Regions from separate parts of the Mus musculus genome. Here region 1 is linked to region 2. The links are chromatin contacts, called in public promoter capture Hi-C maps. All regions are on one chromosome and are shown on one strand. The core of a region is the stretch at or near the end of the contact, and the rest is flanking DNA. Distances in the headings are between cores, read along the strand shown.

The links. Capture Hi-C pulls out chosen DNA fragments and counts their contacts.
Region 1: a promoter capture Hi-C map of adipose tissue shows a contact between it and region 2. The contact joins the promoter of Lrrn3 here to the promoter of Lsmem1 in region 2. A contact is called at or near these places in 2 of 39 promoter capture datasets (the 3T3-L1 cell line and pre-B cells), 1 of 115 datasets of contacts at active chromatin or transcription factors (astrocytes) and 1 of 9 other capture datasets (adipose tissue).

Annotation. Positions count from the first base shown.
Region 1 is chr12:41,481,862-41,488,665 of GRCm38.p6, reverse strand. It overlaps Lrrn3 (leucine rich repeat protein 3, neuronal), which reads left to right and starts at 2,609. Exons shown (of 2, transcript NM_010733.3): 1 at 2,609-3,095. The region is part of intron 4 of Immp2l (IMP2 inner mitochondrial membrane peptidase-like (S. cerevisiae)); the gene reads right to left.
Region 2 is chr12:40,195,576-40,203,090 of GRCm38.p6, reverse strand. Lsmem1 (leucine-rich single-pass membrane protein 1) reads left to right here and starts at 3,776. Exons shown (of 4, transcript NM_001033437.2): 1 at 3,776-3,884.

The sequences.
Region 1 (6,804 bases), core at 1,360-3,859, 1.3 Mb before region 2:
CAGCGGGATATCCTCATATGGTGCTTCGAGGGGACACCTAATAATACTGCATTGAATGACTGTCTTCCCCGGTAAGTTAAGGAATCCCCAAATATACTTCGATTCCAGCTGCTGATAATTTTAGCAGGAGGAAACCTACAGCCAGAGAGAGTTCTCATCTTCTTCATTCATAGCCAGAGTAATTCTCTCCCTTCTAATAAAAACTCATTTCTAATACCCCATGATATTACACTTAAACACAAGTACGATATACTTTTGATCTATCATGTACCTATATTCAAAGAGCACTCACATTTCTTACATTTGAAAATACAGCAAACATTCATTTGGTAAAAACAGTTTTCTAGGAAATTATTATTATATAAGGCAGTTTTTGAAATAGTATTCAATCCTAATTAATTATAAAAACATTTTCATGAACTTATAAATATGTTTGGATTTAAGTACTACCTGTGATTATTAATTTTATTTTTTAATGTTTATTTTTTATTTTCTGTCATTACAGATAGTTGTGAACTGCCAGGAATTGAACCCAGGTCCTCTGGAAGAGCAGTCAGTGCTCTTAACCAGTTGAGCCATCTCTCTAGGCCCCTACTAGTTTTATTTTTAAAAGTTATTTTTAACATGTTCGAGCCTCACAACTTATCTTCATTATGAGAGCACATTGTAATCAATACATTATAATAATCAACAGATTACTAGATTTGTTGATTATATAATTAATAACAATCGAAATAAAGTGCTTAAGGAGTTGGTACAATATAAAAGGAATTTTTTTCAAATAGTTGTTACAATTATAGCACAATTCTCCATGTATATACTCTAAAAATATTCAAATTGAGTGGAAAAATTCAGTACGTTTCAAGTGAAGAAAGTAAAATTAGGCTATTAAGTTATATGCGATGCACTCCAATGTAACAGCCCAACACTCATCCTCCTCCCATACCTGTGAGTGGACACTCAAGTACCTGTAAGTGTCTGGTGAGAGGATAACACTCAGAATTGGATGCCATTTGGCCAATGAAGAAGCCACTTTGGTTTAGCATTCATGCTTATCAAAAAGATTAGAGTTTATCAATTATATATTAAAATAAAAATATTCTGAGGAACACCTACCATACCAGCATTCAAATTGCCTAGGCAGAAGATAAAGGCCCTGACTCCGTCAACAAATTGATCAATACAACGAATAACTAAAGCATTGGTAGATTTTGTTTGTTTGCTTTTGTAAAGAAAACTGTAACATGAAAGCGTTTGGTGGTCAAAAGACAATGTTAGTGAGGCTAAGCTTCCAGGCATACGGTCATGGCGCAGAACACCGGTTTAAGTCACTTCAACGACACCTTAAGAAACAATTAGTGCTAATGCTTTTGCTTTTTGTTGTTATTCCCCCCTCCCCCAGTAAATCTAATAAATGCCATTTCCTTTTCCTCCACTAGAGGGCAGTCTATCAAAGCAAGGGGAGACTCAGATAAGGCAGCTTTGGACCTGTTGAAAATTGTTCCCATGTTCCACTCCTCTCAGGAGGTCTCTCTAGTATACTGTCTGGAAAGCATGCCCTTATATTCTTCTATTTGTCATGGTTGTTCTGGAGCTGAACACATGACCACGCTGGCATGATTTCTAGTCTAAATATTCCAAATGTTTTACATATAATTCCTATTGAAAACATTTTCCTAGTTAAGTAGCCATTCAGAGTTGATAGCCGTAAGTGCAAAAAGAGATAATTTAACTGTTCAGTCTATTGTAGAGGAAAGGATCCCTGAGTTATTACTAATAAATCATACATCTAAAACGCATACACAGGCGCACACACACACATACATGTACATCTGGATGCAGGCACAAGCAATGCCACATACAACACATGTCCGATGTGTGGCATCAGATTTGTTATACCATGTATAGATAAGTAGTTATAATTGGAAAAGTTTATTTTGTATATGCTTCTCCTTACATACCATTGTTGTGAGTATTGGAGAAGCAAATATTTGTTGTAATTTTAAGAAATGTCATTGTAAAACCTAAACAAATACGCAAACAAAAAATAAACCCACACACAAAGTACCAACAAGAAAAATGGAAAGAAGGAATGGAGGGAGGGAGGGAGGGAGGGAGAGAGAGAGAGAGAGAGAGAGGGAGAGAGAGAGGGAGAGAGAGAGAGAGTGAAAGAGAGAGAGAGGCTATTAGCTGCATGCACATAGGCTGATTTAAGTAGGATCTGTAGGGAAACAAACAAGGGGCAGGAGAGCTGCAGGCTGCAGGCTGAAATGTAAAGCCACTGCTGAACTTCACAGACAGGGAGGCAGAGTCACTATCAAGTATTTTTAATATTCAGGAAATCCTTGTTCATAAGTGTTTCCTGTCTTATCTCAGAGGAAATGAAAAACAGAAAAACAAAACAAACAAAAACCCCACCGTTTCTCCAAATGACTGATCACATTCCAAATGGGAGAACTTGTTGAAAAGCGCTGCACATTGCTCCAAAAGGAAAAGAAAAAACAGGAAAGAAAATGATTCCAAGGAAAAATATGCAAGCCTGTTTCATTTATTTGTACCCTAAGCAGCACTGTCATAGGACAGACAGGCTGCTTCAGCCAACCAGGCTGGAGCAGCTGCGAGTGCTACATCTTGGCAGTCTGAAGCGATTGGCTCCTCTCTGGGGAGTGGAGGGTGTTCAGTTATTAATGACCGCTGAGCAGGCAGCACCGTGTCAGTGTGACAACTGATCTGGTGAACGATGCACCACTAACCACCATGGAAACGAGGAGAAATAACGCCAGCTAGCAGGATCTCTCTTCACGGGATTGAGAGGCTCAGCCTGCTGCTGCCGGAGAGAGTTCCAGTCAAAAGAAGGAATCCTAGCTGCAGGCTCCTGCCTTCCTTTATATTTTAGAAAAAGAGAGAGAGAGAAAGAGAGACACCATTGCTTGCATGTGTGCATATCTATAGTATGTAATTGTGTGTACTTTATTACACATACATATGCACCTATTTATACTGGGGCAAGAAGACAGCCATGTGATTATTTCAGCCAAGGAACTGAGCAAGCAGGGGCACCGGAGGAGGGCTATCCCTGCATCTGCTAAGGCAAGGTAAGTTTAAAATATACCTATCTGTTTAAATGTTCCCTATTTCGTGTTTTTGTTGGTGCCGGAGTTTTTACACATCAGTTCTCCTTTGATGTTTTCCCCTTGTCTGAATTCTAAGGGCATTTTTCTTTGCATTTCACTTTTGAGTGAACATGCAAACCCCGCCGGCTCTGTGTGTGCCTAGCTGCGTTCGTGGGATTCTCAAGCAGGCATTTTACTAGCTTGAATGCCCATCAGAGGATGTGAGTGGGAGAGAAAAGCAGTGCCGGGGGAGGAGAGAGAGAGGAGGGAGAGAGAAGAGACGGGGACTGAGGCAGAGAAAAGAGAACAGAAGGACCAAGAGAGAAGCAGGGAGAGAGAGGGGAAGGAGACAGAGAGGCTGGCAGAGGAGGCAGCGGGAGAGAGGGGAGAAGGAGAGAGAAACAGAGGGAGATGGAAAAATCAGGGTCCTTTGCCCCCACAGCTCTTGTAACGAAAAGCAGATCACTCATATTTCTCTGTTCTGAAGCCAATGAGGCGTTGTCCCCCCACCCCCCAGCCCGCCCCAAGGGATGAAGATTTAAGGGGGATGCTGTAGTGTGTCAGGAGTGAAGGGCACCAGGCAGAGTAGCAGAATGAGCATATCACAAACCGGTATTGAATTTCTGCCAGGCTACATCTTCCCGATTGTGGTAAATGACTTCCCTTTAATAACATCCCATCCCCTCACTGCTCTGAGGGGACAGTGCAAGCGTCTGATTGCTAATGCAGCCCAGGAAGCTACCATGCTAGGGAAACCAGGAGATGAACCAGGAGAGCTCTAGTCACCTTTGGTAATTGAACAGCATCGCGGTAGTATGGCTTCAAAGTACATTTCCTATTTATGAAGACTGTTTGCTCTCACTGAGCCGGGTGGCTTAACTCGGCTTTAATTTATTCATTTTTAACAATATGTCCTTGTTTCTGTGCCTCTAATCTTAGTGAAAGCAGGCTATGATCACGAGTGAGAATCTTCCTAGTTTAGCGAAAAGGAGACCAGTGTGATAGATAGAAAAATAAGTACAAATTTAAAATACTTATCAGGAAAAGAGTGTGCCCTGGTACGACAAATATTACTTGTGCACTGAGTTCCTCATCCTTGGTTCCAGAAGCAACGCCTTTGAGACAGAATTACTGTCAGTCAACTCAGAGCGTCCATGGAGTGATGATTCATGGAATACTCTGTGGACCGATTTTTACTTCCAATCTTGTAAGAGGAAGCCAGCTACTTAGAATATGCTCTCAAAGCGACACCACCAATTGAGGGTGGCTGTGGAAATCTTCACTGCCCTGCTAATGGGTCCTGTGGAGACATTAAAACAAACCCAGGGTTCATATTTCATCTGCTGGAGCTTTCTCCTCTCTTCTCTTAGTTCAACTCACAGTTATCGGAGTCTGCTTTGAAAGTGGGTGCTATTCTTTTCCCAAACTGTGATTTCAGACTTACTAGGTTCCTAGCCTATGACAGATGGCAGAACAGAAAGACAATAAGCAGCCACTTAGATCCTGCCACCTTCCCATCAATGTGTCAAAAAAATGAGTCGGTTTACAATATGTAACGTAAGGAGTCAATTAATTCCAGCGACCTCTGTAAACGACGACAATAAAGCAGTCTGACACTCTGCCGCTGCCTTCGATTTTCCCTCTGTGAAATGAACAAGTTTCAGGAAAGGGTTCCTGCTCGGAGTGAAAAATGAAAGGGGCTGAAGCATTAGCTAGCAATATTGGCAGCCTGGCTCGCGCTGCCTCCAACGCCACATGCAATCTATACAAAAACCACAATGATTTATTACTGGGAGGAAAGCTGTTGCATTTGCTTTTCTCCTATTCATTAGAACTGCTGCTGTTGAAACAGATTGGATCCGTTATTTTGAGGTAGCACCTAACTTCCTGAGCGAGCGAGAGGGAGGGCGGGCAGTAGAAGCTCGGCTCCTCGGCTCCAACGCCTGTAATGTAGCACTGCAGTGTGGATGTCAGCTTTTGCCCAGACCCTTTTCCTGGGAAAGTTTTCATACCAAAGACAAGCACATATATCCTTAAATCTTACCCAGCCTAATTTTAAATTACAACCAATAACAGTTAAGAACAGCGGACTCCCTCTTCAATCTTAAGATGTCCTTATACATATTCTGTGTATCAGCGGTACCCATTTGGATCTGAAAATTACTGGCACTCCAGGCCCTGGGTGGTGTCCGGATGTATCAGTGAGTTTGGTGATATGGTAACCCACCCGTGCTGGTGATGGGCACACAGGCATGTCCAGGAGATATGACCACCCATGCTCTCAGCAGTTATGAAACAGAATTGGAAATGATAGCTCTATAGCAAGCCGCAAAGGGCCATCTTTCCAGGATGCTGCTTGTCACAGGCAGAGTGCTAAGTTAGAATGCTGGTGAGTAGGTGGACTTTTTCTTTGATGGCTGCAGTTGTTGCTGCTGTTAATGGTTTAATAAAGTGTATCACCTGCTTTCTAGGGCAGCAGTTTAGGGATGATGAAAAGGTAATCAATTTACAAAACACTAATGTACTTACTGATGTTTTGTTCCTATTTTTACATTTCCTGCTTCTGCCCCAAATCGGATTGAAGTTGCAATTTTCCCTTACTCTTATGTTTTCCTCTCTCTGGTGTAAAATTACTGTTGAACATAACATTGGTGCTCACTGCAAGCTAAGGCAGTGGATCAGAAAGGGCTGTAACCAAAGGCATGTTTTAAGTGAAATGTTAGTGCTAAGCTGGTGGATCTAAAATTCATTAAAAGGAAGCTATAAGCATTGTCAAAAGTGTGCCCCCACTTCAAACCTGAGTAACTGTACCCCCAAAAATAACTGAATAAAAAATATATGGTTCTAACCTATCTTGAGAAACAATGTCTGTGGATCATGGAATATAGTCTATATGGCTTTAGTTTTGAGTGCTGAGCTATTTATGAATTGCTTTTTTGTTATCTGAAAACAAACAGCAATAAATACTATAAAATTTATCTACATTGTCAATACAGAGCTTTCATACTGCCTATACAAGGAACACTTAGGAAAACTTCTCTGGGTACCATCAGTACACAGGACAGCACAGCATCCCACGCCTCATGTAAAGTGTGTCTAGGATGAAGAACATTATGACATCTAATCCCCTGGTAACAATGTAAAAAGGAAATAAAATTCCAGTATGAAAAAGTAGATGCGACCAGTGGATGAGAAAAATAACATGGAGAAAAAAAAAAGTTTCCTTTCAGCTGACAGAAGGAGTACAGAATCTCCAAAGATACTGTTTGGAAGTCAATCAGTACAAGGTTAGTGAGGAAAACTTAACAGTTACCTCAAAGCTTAGTGAAGTACAGTATCTATCTACTGGTCACTTACTATATTTGAATAAATGTGTAGTTTGTACACACCTGTTTGCTATCATATTCATTCATCTTTAGACCATAAAGAAGGCCTATTGCTTCTAAAGAGACCATTAAATATTTCACACAATTATACAGTCTCAGCACGGGAGAATAAAACATGGTATCTTCATAGACTAACTGCATATTAGAATAAAAAGCAATGCCTCCAATATGTTCATTTGATATGTGAAGAGGCCCAGAGAGTTTAACATTTTTATTAGTATAGTGAAATAAAATGTCATTAGACCTTAAATTTGCTCAGCTGCTTACTAGAGAGTTCTAGAGAAGAAACCCTTTGTGTGTTCATT
Region 2 (7,515 bases), core at 2,527-5,026:
GTTAACTTGTTTCCACTACTCGTCAGAAGTATCTTATGACACACACATGGCACTTGTAGTTTTGGGGAATGGGTTTGAGTGGAAGGTTGGTACTTTGATTTTTGTCAGTTAGCTCATCAAAAGGCTGCGTTCAAGCCCTTGTGTTCAGATCTTGGGAATTGATGTCAGCCTATGCCACAAAGGCTGCCAGGCTTCATCCCGAAGAACCAAGAGCAGGACATGCTAGATGAAGCATTTGCCTTTCACTTTGAATTTAAAGGTCTTTCCCCACTGGAAGGGCTTCTTTGTTAACAAGAAATGCTGTTCATGGCTGAAATAGAGTTCAGAATGAGTCAAGGCAGGCAGGGAGTGAGACATTTTTGAATGTTTGGGAACATAACGAGACAAAGCTTTGAGTAATCAAACATTGAAATTAAGAAATAGATTATTAAGAAATACGTAACCAGGACTTAGGTTAGCCAATTTCAGAAGTGTTTTCTGTTGCCCTTGTGAGGCATCTTGCAAGCCTTTTGGCAGTGCATAAAACATAACCATGAGTCTCCACATAGCTTCAATGAGTGCATTTCAGGGTACAGGGACTCAGTGTCCTTGATGCAGAGGGCGGGGCTAGGAAGCATGATGCTTGAGTGGTTTTTTCCCCCAAGTTATTCTGTGTTCCCAACAAACTGGAAGGTCTGTGCTGCTAGGGGGACTTCAGTTTGGTTTGTGGCTTTCATTGTGCCCTGGGGAGCACAATGGGATCTAGAGTGGCTTTGTTACTTTGATGTAGGCTAACATGAGAAACTCTGCCCCTGTATTTACAGTTTTTGTTGTGTGTGTTCACGCGTGAATGTTAACTTCTCAGGATCCATCATCTTTTTCTGGAAGTGGATCCTATTTCTACCTCCCCAGTGCTGAGTGGCCAGTTTGATAATGGACTTTCTGAGTACCAAAATCAATACTTGGCTTCTTCAGACAATCATTTTACCCCTGGGCCTGTGTGTGTGTTTTAATGAGTTTTTATCACAGTTTACTTAAAGGCTTCTAAAGCCCTCTTCTCTCTGTCATCCTTCAGTCCTGTCTCCTTCAGGCGTTTTCCGCCTGCCTTTCACGTTTCTGTTTATATACACTGATAGCAATAGCTTGGTTTACTGGTTTTAGGCATTGTTTAACTGAATAGGAGACGAGTTCTCACAGCAGTTTATTTGGGGGGGAGTTAAGCATTTGCCTTAAGGTGGTACTTACTTGTCCTGGACTTTCACACACGATGCTTGCCCTCAACTCTTTCCTAACTAAAGACATGTATACAATTTGGTTCATTGTTTATCAGTCAATGCAGGTTAGTTTCTCTCGCCCACGAGTGCAAGTGGCTTCGTGAAACATCCCAGTTATCCTTTGGATTGATGTTCAAGTCAGAGTTCACACTAACCAGAGTTTCTTAGGAATGAATACAAAAAGCGTCAATCGTTTAAGGTCTTAACTGGAAGTTTGATTTATGTATTTCTGTGTAGAACATCAAGTTCAGAATTAAACATTGGGCGATTCAATTTTGGGAGGTTTGCTTTTCTGATTCATGAAATGTTGAGATGTAAATAATTTTGTTTTTGTCTTTTGTGCTTAAAATTGGGTAGATAGCATGCCTGGTGGGCTGAGTAACCTGGAAGTTTTTCACACACTCGATTTCATTCCTTAGAGCTAAAATGACTTTGGGCCTTATGTTTGCAATGTCTTCTTCCTTAGAGTCGTCTCTCTAACATTTTCAGTCACGGTCTACCTTGTCTGGCTCACATACAATGACTTACCTTGGTTGAGTCCATACTTAACTCTTCCGTCCCAGCCCAGCTCGGAGCCTACTTCAGCAGCATTAGTTGGTTCATATACCCGCAAGTCCAGGCATCTTAGTTTCCCACCACAGTCACATTGTTTGAACTCTGGTATTTATTCCTATTTCCATCTTGTGGCATATTCCTATGCTTTTTTTTTTTTTTTTTTTTTTTTTTTTGTTTAGTTAGGGTTTGAGGAATGAGAAATAAGCACTTAACCCATGCTTGAGATTACAAAGATGGAAATCTTAAGAATTCATTGAGTAACTTCTGCTGGCAACGATTGCTAAGAACCTGATGTTTAAGAATTGAGTTGAAAGTAGTGCCAGCCAGCCAACCACTGATTCTCAGCCAAATTACTGTAGCACAAGAATTAATTTCAAAACAATAGACTCAACTCTATGATGGCTGGGAATTGACTGGATACCATGAGGGGCATTTGAAAGAAATGTAAGGCCCTAGACATGTTTTCTACTGATTCAAAAAGCAGCATTTCAGTATTAAGAGAGCCGTCATATTCTGGTCAAGTCGTTGTCTACGAGTCAAAGTAAAGCCAGGTGCCTTCAGACAGGTTTGATGGATGGACACATGCATGGGGTTGTCTCATCGCTGCCACTTTACCCTCCCTGGCAGTGGAGGCTGTTTCCCATCTCTGGAGGACTAGTACTTGAGGTTATAATGTTAGAAGAAGGGGAAAACAGCCATCAAAACTGAAGCAAGTACTTCTGAGATGATAGGGGATTTGGGACAGATTGGGTAGTTAGAAGAGTTTTGGTTTTTGACCTGCATGACTAGATGATGGGAACATCTTCATTTTTTCTGAGCTTAGTTTTAATACAGGTGACAGCACTTAATGATAAAGGTATCAAGTGCATGGTCTTCTTGGTTCTCAAGCTATGGGAAGACCAAAAAATGTGAGATTCCTGTTCTCTGACAGTATAATAATGTCCCTAAAGAACCGTGTAAGAGAAGCTGGAACACACAGAGCTATAGAATGAGCGGGCACTTGTGAGCGAAGGCAGATCTTAAACAACTGCAAGTCTGTTTTCATCCAAACTGTGTGTGATCTGGCACCCGGAGCTTGCAGGCCCCAGCTCTCACTGTAGTACCTATTGTGTACACCAGAGGGCAGAAACTGCCTGCCACTTGTGGAAAGGAAACAAGGCTGCTATTTCCAAAAGGCAGGTGCGCTTCTGAAGCCCATTTTGGATGGAATGCTGAAGTGTGCAATCTTTGCACCCACAGACACTTTTTGTAAAGCTAATTGAAAGCCCAGGAGTCCCCGGACCTGCTGCTATAGTTTAGATCTCTGAAGTCTCCTTAAAGAAAAGTGTAGAAGGCTTGCATGGTCACCAGCCTGGAACCGCTGGAGAATGGTGGATCTTTAGGTGTGAGGCTTGGTTGAAGACAAGTCTTTGGCCCTTTCCTCTCAAGCCTCTTCTTTCAGCTGTACCTGTTACCATGTTTTCTATTTCTGCAAGCCTAGATCAGAGGTCTGAAACGGGGGGCGGGGGGGGGGGCTAGTATAAAGCTGACTTATTTTGGATACAGGGATGGAAATCTAACACATCAGCCACTCCGCTAGTTGTGTTATCACAGCTATCCTCCCTGTTTACTGAGGTCTCTGCACACCAGATGTCCCAGTGGCAGCTCCTGCCTGCTGCAGGGTATTTATACACAGGAGCACAGCACAGCAGAAGCGCTAGCTAGGAAATGTGCTGTCAGACGATACAGCCACTTCCACTGAGTAAGGACTTTCAACTTGAGCTTCATATGAACCACATCAGTTACCAACTGAATCCAGGCTTGCCGGTCTGTTGTTTTAAAGCAAAGCTTCACCAATTCGTATCTTAAACTCGGACATGAGAGCGGAAGCCACTGCAGGGAATCTTGTTATCGCTTGGCTACATTTACACTAAATATAGACCACCAATTATGTGCTGGGTTTACGGGCCTCAGGGGAGCACTTGTGAGCAGCAGGAAGATTAAGAGCGAACTACAGAACTGGTAGAAAGTTTGGCTGTAGTTGTTCCTGAGTAGTTGTCTTTTCTAGGAAACCGAGCATTGGAGGCTCACGTCTTTGTAAGTAATTTGCATGCTATTTCTTACTGAGACCGAATGATGATTTTTGAGTCCTTGGGGTTTTGATTGCATGTATTCTGTGCTTTTCGACTGCTCATAGAAAAGATGTAGACTTGATTTTTAAAATTACCTCCTGACTTGGAGGCATGAACTCAGGAATGCCGTTCATACGTGGCCGTGGCTCACTCAAGGAAGCATCGTATTAAGCTTTGAGTTCAGCCTTCATTGGTAAACAATTCTGAGTTCGTAGCATACAATATGGTTTTCTGCTTTGATACCAATACCTGCAGGGAGAATGTACAATGAGTTTTTTTTTTTCAGAGACAATTTTTATTTGTTGAAGTGTCCTACTGGTAGAGAATCAAGCAATTATTAGATGATGAAAGGCTCAGCTGTTAGCAGTGATCAAGAACACGGGAAAATGAAACTACTTACGTGTCTGAGTTCCAGGATCAGAAAAGAATCTGCCCAGTGGAGCTCGGCAGGAAGGCCAAGTTAGTGCGACACGGAATAGGTAGTGACACTCTGCAGCGGCCTCGGTGGTTGTTTCTGAATGCCCTCATTTCAGCTTCCAAAGATAGCAAGGGCTGGTGTTGACAGCTGTGGGTTCTGGTTTTCAAGGTGTGTCCTTGTATCCGTTTACTGGCAGAGTCCCTCAGAAGCCACCTGCAGGCCCTTGGAGCCCATGAATCACACTGCCTTTTTTTCCTCTACTAGCTTGTCTTTCATTTTAACATGTCGCAACACTGAAAAGGCTTATTGAAAAAACATCTACCAACATTGTGAGCTCGCTGTAAAGATGTCTCCTTCTAGAGGACTCCATTATTTACTTGGTCTATTTTAGATTTAGAAAAAAAATCTTGAACAAATTTTATGACAGATTTTATTCTAAATTATGTGTGTGGGCGGGGCATGTTTATGCCACAACACTTACTTGGAGGTCAGAGGACAAGTTGCAGGAGTTGGTTCCCATCGAACAAAGGTGAAGGAGATTGAGTTCTGGCTACCAGGCTTAGTGCCATGTCTCCGTAGCTTAGCTATCTTGGCATCGCCTTCTTAGTCTGTGGCAAGCAAAGTTTAGTAACTGGACTATTACTTTAAAAGTAGGACCTTTTAGCAGTGACTTTTGTAGCTAGTCTTCCTCTCCTCCTCCTCCTCCTCCTCCTCCTCCTCCTCCTCCTCTTCTTCTCCTCCTCCTCCTCCTCCTCCTCCTCCTCCTCCTCCTCCTTCTTCTTCTTCTGCTCTCTCTCTCTCTCTCTCTCTCTCTCTCTCTCTCTCTCTCTCTCTCTCTCTCTCTCTCAACAGTAGTGACATTCCTGAGGGTGAAATAGCTATTAAGTCAGATTCAGAAATAAACTGTGTCTCTGTTACCATGCCCAAAATAGAAGCTGAGTTTGTAACAATGATCCTACCATGTGACCACATGCACCTATTTTTTTCCTGGTCCCCTCCACCCCCACAGAAAATGGTGTTTGGAATAATAAAGTATAAGCAGGTGATGAAGAAAGCACTTCCAAAAATGTGGCTTCAAGCCTGGTGCCCTGGCATCCAACAGCACTTCAAGGGCATGGCTTATCTTCTAAGGGGTGAGGTTTGCTCTCTGAGGCACTTTCCTTCCCTTCACAGCTGCTGCTGGTCTTGTTTTTAACTGTATCCTGTCATTCTTTTAAGACTGCCCCAATGCAGGATATTTGAAGTACAATAATTTCAATATTTAAAGCACTTTATAGTAATGACTCCATACATGCATTCTTTCCAATTAACATGTCAGGATAATTAAAACATACAGTTTGAATTTATGAGAAAAAAATCAGTGCATGACTTTTGGATCTTTTTTTTAACCTTGAATATTAAATACATCTTATTGTATATTTTCTTTATTTACATTTAAAATGTTCTCCCCTTTCCCGATTTCCAGCCCCCACAGAAGCCCTCCTTATCCCATTTCCCTCTCCCTGCTTCTATGAGGATGCTCCCCCACCCACCCACCCACCCACTCCCACCTTCCCACCCTGGCATTCCCCTACACTGGGGCATCAAGCCTTCACAGTACCAATTGCCTCTCCTCCCTTTTGATGCCTGACAAGGCCATCCTCTGCTACATATGTGGCTGGAGCCATGGGTCCCTCCATGTGTACTCCTTGGTTGGTGGTTTAGTCCCAGGGAGCTCTGGGGTGTCTGGTTGGTTGATATTGTTGTTCTTCTTATGGGGTTGCAAACCCCTTCAAATCCTTCAGTCCTTTCTCTAACTCCTCCCTTGGAGACCCTATGGGGACCCCATGCTCAGCCCAATGGTTGGCTGCAAGCATCTGCCTCTGTACTTGTCAGGTTCTGGCAGAGCCTCTCAGGAGACAGCTATATCAGGCTCCTGTCAGCATGAACTTCTTGGAATCTACAATAGTATCTGTGTTTGGAGACTATATATGGGATGAATCCCCAGGTGGGGCAGTCTCTGGATGGCCTTTCCTTCAGTCTCTGCTCCACACTTTGTCTCCATATTTGCTCCCATGAGAGTTTTGTTCCCCCTTCTACACCCACACTTTGGTATTCCTTCTTCTTGAGCTTTGTGTGGTCTTTAAATTGTATCTTGGTATTCTGAGCTTTTGGGGCTAATATTCACTTATCAATGAATGCATACCATGTGTGTCCTTTTGTGATTGGGTTACCTCACTCAGGGTGATATTTTCTAGTTCCATCCATTTGCTTAAGAATTACATGAAGTCATTGTTTTTAATAGCCGAGTAGTACTCCATTGTGTAAATGTACCATATTTTCTGTATCTATTCCTCTGTTGGAGGACATCTAGGTTCTTTCCACCTTCTGGCTATTATAAATAAGGCTGCTATGAACTTAACAGAGCATGTGTCCTTGTTATATGTTGGAGCATCTTTTGGGTATATGCCCGGAAGTGGTATAGCTGGGTCCTCAGGTAATACTATGTTCAATTTTCTGAAGAACCACCAGACTGGTTTCTTTTTTTGTGTGTGTCTGTGTGTGTCTATATTTTAAATACTTTTTATTAGGTATTTTCCTCATTTACATTACCAATGCTATCCCAAAAGTCCCCCATACCCTCTCTCCCAATCCCCTACCCACCCACTCCCCCTTTTTGGGCCTGGCGTTCCCCTGTACTGGGGCATATAAAGTTTGCAAGTCCAATGGGCCTCTTTTTCCAGTGATGGCCGACTAGGCCATCTTTTGATACATATGCAGCTAGAGTCAAGAGCTCCGGGGTGCTGGTTAGTTCATAATGTTGTTCTACCTATAGGGTTGCAGATCCCTTTAGCTCCTTGGGTACTTTCTCTAGCTCCTCCATTGGGGGCCCTGTGATCCATCCAATAGCTGACTGTGAGCATCCACTTCTGTGTTTGCTAGGCCCCGGCATAGTCTCACAAGAGACAGCTATATCTGGGTCCTTTCAGCAAAATCTTGCTAGTATATGCCATGGTGTCAGCGTTTGGAAGCTGATTATGGGATGGAACCCTGGATATGGCAGGCTCTAGATGGTCCATCCTTTTGACACAGCTCCAAACTTTGTCTCTGTAACTCCTTCCATGGGTGTTTTGTTCCCAATTCTAAGGAGGGGCAAAGTGTCCATACTTTGGTCTTCGTTCTTCTTGAGTTTCATGTG